Linked DNA regions of Macaca mulatta: region 1 is linked to region 2. The links are chromatin contacts, called in public Hi-C maps. All regions are on one chromosome and are shown on one strand. Each heading gives the region's core, a stretch centred on a gene start, on an enhancer-like site or on the middle of the called end of the contact. The rest is flanking DNA. Distances are from core to core; before and after follow the strand shown.

The links. A called contact is a pair of places that touch in the nucleus more often than the background predicts.
Region 1: a contact with region 2 is called in a Hi-C map of liver, with 2.9 times the contacts expected there. The contact joins the promoter of TMEM11 here to the promoter of DHRS7B in region 2. A contact is called at or near these places in 2 of 14 Hi-C or Micro-C datasets (cortical neurons and liver).

Annotation. Positions count from the first base shown.
Region 1 is chr16:22,103,423-22,106,878 of T2T-MMU8v2.0, reverse strand. TMEM11 (transmembrane protein 11) reads left to right here and starts at 1,330. Exons shown (of 2, transcript NM_001266370.1): 1 at 1,330-1,416. The coding sequence starts at 1,355.
Region 2 is chr16:22,019,093-22,022,236 of T2T-MMU8v2.0, reverse strand. DHRS7B (dehydrogenase/reductase 7B) reads right to left here and starts at 1,514. Exons shown (of 7, transcript NM_001261025.1): 1 at 1,471-1,514. The coding sequence starts at 1,490.

The DNA.
Region 1 (3,456 bases), core at 81-2,580, 85 kb before region 2:
TTACAAACTGTAAGAGATCCCCCAAAGAGTCCACAGGTCTGAGGCAGCAGCACCTGGGAATCTCTGGGTTCCAGTTAGTCCTTCCTGACTGACTCGTTACAGCAGTGTCCAGACAAGGAGATGTCAGGTCCTGGGGCAGGGTTCCCGTCAGGTGGGATGGTTTAGCCCCGCATCTGCTTTCAAAGATCCCGAGATTGGCCGGGCGCGGTGGCTCAAGCCTGTAATCCCAGCACTTTGGGAGGCCGAGACGGGCGGATCACGAGGTCAGGAGATCGAGACCATCCTGGCTAACACGGTGAAACCCCGTCTCTACTAAAAATACAAGAAAATTAGCCGGGCGAGGTGGCGGGCGCCTGTAGTCCCAGCTACTCGGGAGGCTGAGGCAGGAGAATGGCGTGAACCCGGGGGGGCGGAGCTTGCAGTGAGCCGAGATCGGGCCACTGCACTCCAGCCTGGGGCACAGAGCAAGACTCCGTCTCAAAAAAAAAAAAAAAAAAAAAAAAAAGATCCCGAGATTATGCCGTCGCAGCGGACAGGACAAGAGTGGGTGCGTGGCAGGGACTGAGTCTGAGGCCTGGAGGCCCTGTCTGAAACAGGGCTGTCGCTGTCGCAGGGCCCTCTCTCCTTCAAGCAGTTATCATACAGCTATTCCCCTTCCTTGCGTTCAGACCCTCTCCTCTAACAGCCTGCACCTGCAAGCAGGGACCTCCGTGGCAGCCGGGACAGCGTGTCTGTCTCGGCCTCCCCAAAGTACCCCGGAGTCTGAATTGGGCGGGGGATGGTGCGGGAGCAGCGCCTGACTCCGAGGAGGACCCGGGCGGCGTCTCCCGCCCCTCGGTGACCTTATGGGCCAAGGCTGTGAAGAGCAGGCGGGGCGACGCGGAGGGGCCGGGCGCTAGAGGCCCGCAAACAGCGCGGCGGTCCCCGGCAGGAGACGCGGCCTGGCGGGCCGGGACGGCGGCGCCGGGCGCCTACGCGCGGTGCTCTGGGAGTTGTAGGCACTTTCCTCTTCTCTCTCCTTCAGCTGGCTGGCTCTCGAAACCCAAGGACCTACCGGTGGGTGGGCGCCTGTGACTCCCAGGCTGCGAACGCCGGGAACTCAGTTTCTTCAAAAATGTCTGAACCCAGGACTGCTCCTGGGGGTCCTCGCGCCCTCGCAGAAGGACTACGGGCCCCGGCGACCCCGGGGGCGGGGCTTCTGGCGCGCTGCCTTGTGGGCGCGGTAGTTCCGCCAGGCCCGGCTTCCGCCTGCCGAGCGTCCCGGGACAGCGGGCCGGACTACACTTCCCGTCGGCCCGCCTGCTCTCCCGATGCCGCCTTGGCGCGAGACGTTGGCAAGCGGAGTGTCTCCAAGATGGCCGCTTGGGGAAGGAGGCGTCTTGGCCCGGGCAGCAGTGGCGGCAGCGCCCGAGAGAGGTGAGATCCAAGGGCTTGTTGCCCACGGTGCAGGCGGCTCAGGGGCCGGAGAGCCCAGCGCGGCCTCCGGGGGCTGCAGCAGCCTTCCTGCCCTGGTATCCCCGGGCTCCCCCGACCCCCGCCTGGCATACGGGGTTCCAGTTCCGGAGGATCCGGGATCCGGGTAGGAGCGAGGTCGAAGGCTTCGGCGGAGAGCTTAGGGGAAGGGGCGTTAGCCGGGCTGGGTAAGGTGGGCAGCGGTCATGCGGGGTGGGGCTCGAGGCCGGGCCGTGCGGAGAGGAACTGGCGCCCAGCGCAGGCCTCAGGGACCCGCCTAGCCGCGGGCTGATCGGCACCCTTCCCGCTTGGCCGCGCGCGTGGCCATCTCGCCCGCGGCCCCCGACGTGGCGAGGAAGGCAGGGCCCCTGGAGAGAGAAAGAAGGTGAAGCCTTCACAGAGCAGGCCGGCTGCGGCAGGGGTAGTTTGATCTGCACGTTTACCAGGGAGCTTTAGCTCCCACCACATGTGTCTCTTCCGGGCCCGGAGCCGTCCACTTCCTCGAGGGGCGATTCTGGAGACTTTTGGATGGTTCTGTGCAAGCGCTCCTGCCGTGGAAGTCAATTAAAGTGACCTTTCCTAATGAATGGTGTGTGGGTAGGGAGCTAGGAGCGTGTTTCTTCCAACAGAGACCTCCATTTGAGTAACTGATTTCTAGAAGATGAGATTGGAGTAGTTTCCGTGTTACATGTTCAAGTTGCAGTTTTTGCTTCTGGGAAGCAGTTTCAGCTAGTGGAAGCCACTAGAAGCTGTTCAGCCGCTAGAAGTTTTGGGAGAGGATGTATATTGGTGGAGCCACCTGGATGAACTATCCGCTAAAGCTTGATTGTTAACAGCAGCGGTCAGCAAAAAAGGAAAGTTTTGGTTTTGCTGTTGTTGTTTTTTTCCCCGTCTCTTTGGTGAAGATTGTCTAACCAGAAAATTTCTCTGCCTGTCAACTACTCTGCATTATTCCTTTTCTATGACTGATTCCATCCCGTGTTCATTGCTATTGCTTGCAGATGGCTTTCCCAGCTGGGAAGATTCTTCCTGTTTGGCAGTTGTGATAGAGTCCGTTAGCTTGCTTGCACTTTATTCTTGAGCCCAGTTAGCCAACGTCGCCCATTCTGCATTTCCTCTTCCTTGGAAAAGCAGTGGTAAACACACTTTTGTTTTTTTAACTCCCGCCTGGTATTTCTTAGATTGGACCATTTAAATAAGTTACCTCAGTGGTTTTCAGATGCCCTTAAAAACTAGCAAACATTTTCAAGATATTCAATGCAAACAGTAATAGGAAATAACCTGTTTAGAAAACAAAGTTTTAGAAACGTTCGCCCTCTTGTTGGACTAAAAGCAACTGAAGAGAGCCTTATAGGGATGCCTCAGGCAGGGAACAGGAGCCTTGCCAGCACAGGTTAAGCTTTTATTGATCTAAGAAAATAGATCCTGAGAATTGTTTTTGCTTTGGCTTGAGACAAGTATTTATTCAAAATGGAGTTGGCAAATCAGCAGTGCATCAGCTGGAGCCAGTGCTTGACTGTTGAACCTCAACAGTTTTTAAGAGAATTTAAATTAGTTGCCAACAGATTTCACATAAAACGCTCCCTGAAAAGCTGGGTAGTGGCTGACTCTTTTTGGTTAGGACAGTGCTCTCCAGTTCTTGGTTCCTCACCTGACAGCTTGACTCAATCACCTGACAGCTTGACTCAATGCATTTACCTGCTTGGTCTCAGGTTGCACCTTTGGCCTGGAACTGAAGGCTCCACTCATACACGCAGATGTTGTGTGTCAGCAGGAATGTGGCATTTGGTTTTGTGGTTTGGATGTCACCATCAACTCTCCTAGATAATGTGGTGTGGGTGGAGACTACCTCTCTGTTTGCTTTTGCTGTAAACCCCTAGCCAGGTTCTGTAGGAAAAGTCATTTGCCCGAGCCCAGCTTCCCTAAGCTCTTTCCATGCTGAGCAGGGGATGGAAACATAACCCGCTGTGTGGCTAGCGAGCTGACTTCTGGGCATCCCTCCAT
Region 2 (3,144 bases), core at 265-2,764:
CTCGGCCTCTCAAAGTGCTGGAATTACAGCGCCCAGCCAATTGTTGTATTTTTTAGTAGAGACTGGTTTCACCATGTTGGCCAGGCTGGTCTCGAACTCCTGACCTCAGGTGATCCGCCCGCCTCAGCCCCTAAAGGTGTGAGTCACCGTACCCAGCTAAGACAGGGTCTCACTTTGTCACCCAGACTTGAATACAATGGCGTGATCTCGGCTCACTGCAGCCTCAGTCTCCCAGGTTCAAGCAATCCACTTGCCTCGGTCCCAACAAGTAGCTGGGACTACAGGCGTGTGCCACCATGCCTGGCTAATAGCTCTATGCCTTTGGATAAATTTCTCAACATCTCTAAGCCCATCTCTCCCTCCATAAATGAAGATTATAGTTCCTATTATTAGGGTTATTACGGGATTGAGTAATTCAGTAAAGGGATTAGTACAATGCCTGGAACATAGCAAACACTCAAAAAATATCAACTATTATTAAGGAATGGAGAAAAGGGGACATGTACATGGTAGGGAAGGCATATTCCACACCCTTGATAAAGGCACAAACATAGCTTCCATTACGCAAACACACCGTTGCAATCGGCAACAGTGTAAGCAAGTATTCTCCTTACTAAATGTATGAGTGTATGAAACCCAAACGTTATTTCAAAAGTAACTTCACGATTCTCAAATCATTACACAAACGTTTAGAAACTGAAAAAAGAGCATTAGGTGGCTACCATTTGTTGAATACCTACTATGTGCCAGACACCAGCTGAGCACCTTGCAAGTGCAGTCTCATTTACGCTTCACAACAACCTTATGAGTGGGTTTGTTATTCCCAAAGTTACAGCTGAAGAAACAGACACTCCGAGTTTAAAACATTTGCCCAAAGCCGCACAGCCAGGAAGCCCCAGAGTAAGTATTGGAAGAGCAAGACATCTCAAACAGCCATTCCCGTGGACGCTCGAGTCAGCACCCTCCTTCTGCCTTCTGAAAAACAGGAATTCCTTTGGCTAATCCTAACTCGCCGTCACTGGCTAAGGTGCCACCGTCCCCCATCGCTCAACCCTCGGTCTTGCCGCAGGCACACGCTGCGGGGGCTCCCCTACGTCGCGCAGAAATGCGGGAATAAACAGGCTCGAGCCAAGAGCCCTCTGGGAGCAGAGGCCTTTCACACACAGCGCCCAGCGCGACACCCATTTCCAGCCGCGGAAACCGGACTCAAGAGACCTCGGCGACAGGCGGGGTTCCCAGCAAAGCACTCGCCGGAACCAAAGCCCTGGTCCCAGCGACTGGGCTGTCTTCCTTCAGAGTTCCGCGTTGCGGGGATCCGAAAGCCGCCCGGGATTCCGCGCGCTCCCCCAGGGCCCGCGGCCTTCGCTCTACCACTACACCGCTTCCCCTCACCCAGGCCGGGGAGTCGCCTCAGCTCAAGGCCAGACCCTATTCCCTGATCTCGGAGGTTCCTTCTTCCCCAGCCCCTACCTGGTTGCCGGAGAGACCATAGTCAATCCATCCTCCCGCCTCGGAAGTGACGTGTACGCAGCCGGCGAGGCTCCGTCCAATCACAGCGTTGAGGCTGCGCATGCGCGTTGGGCGGGCGTCCCTCAAGGTGTACGTAGGACCCGCTAAACCAGAGATCTGAACAGGGTCCACCTGCATAACTACAGTGCCTTCATCTTCCGGAGGGAAATTCCGAAGGTCGTGGCTGGTGTTCCGTGGACTTTCGGCGAAGAACATAGTTGGAGAATTCACGATACAGTTATCAAGATGATTATAATGCCACAGTAATCAGAACAGTGTGATAACTGGTACAAAGGTAAAAACAATGAATGAAAAAGAGAGAGGCCAGAAACAGACCCGCAGCTATGTCGTCACTTTTTCCTCCTACAAGTAGCCACGGTAATGCAATAAGGAAAGTTTTGTTCAATATATAGTGCTACGTCAATTGAATGTCGATTGGGGGAAAATGAACCTTGACTCCTATCTCAAGTAAAATAATTCTAGATGGATGGTAGACCTGAATGTGAACAGCACAGCTCTAGACAATAAAATCGCAGAATATCATAACCATGAGAGAGGAAAATAACGTTTTAGCAGAACACAAAAAGTGCCAGTCCTAAAGGAAAAGGCTGATAAATTGGGCGTCAGTAACTATAAGATACCGAAAAGACCCCATTGAGAAAAGGGAAAGACAATAGAACAGACAAGATATTTGAAATACATATATCTGAAAATGAATTTTATTCAGAATATATACGTACTTCTTGCAAATAAATTTTTTGAAGGACCTGAAGTGATTTAAAAAAAAAAAAAAGCATGAAAAGAGGATATTGAGAGTAAAGGGCAGAGGAAGGAAGGGGCAGGGCAGAGGAAGGAAGGGGTGGGGGGACTCTCATCATTCAAAATTCATAAGATGGCAAATATGTGTAAGGTGGAAAATCTCCCTCTCTGTTCTCCAGGAACCCACTTCACCTCCCCCTAGGTAACAATGCTATTAGCTATGTGTGTCCTTTCAGAGCCAGTTTATTGATAACCAAGCAATTATATATATATTCAACACCCCCTTGTTACACAAGCAATGGCATTCTGAAACACCCTTCTGTTCTTGCTTTTATTCACTTTAACGAATTAATATATCATGGAAATTCTTACAGATATCCACAAACTCTGAAAGTGGGAAATTTTATTTTTAACTAAATATTTATTTTTGGTGTTTTCACACAAGTTTTTATACCCTCCTGGTCCCTCTCCAATGTTCTAGAAACTCTAGATTCCTGCTTGCCTATTCACAAAGTTTGAATATCCTTTAACAAACCCAATATGAACCTGTGAGGCAGGAAAGTAGGGTCTGGAGGCAGGGAACCTAAGGCCAATTCACACTGACTTCCTAGAACTAAATCAAAAGGAAAACCGGAACTTTCCATGCCCAAGTAACAAAAGGACCAGAAGCTACTCCCTTTGCAACCTGCCCTACTTTTCTGCCTGGCAGATGAAAAACTGAAGGTACCTCTGATTGGTCCCCTCTTGCAACCAATCAGGCTGATCACAGGCCACTACCCCTCTTTTACATAGGGTGTACACCAAGTAAGCAACGGGAAACCTCTAGAGGATATTTAAATGGCAGAAAATTCTGTAACTGGGCTCTTGAGCCACATG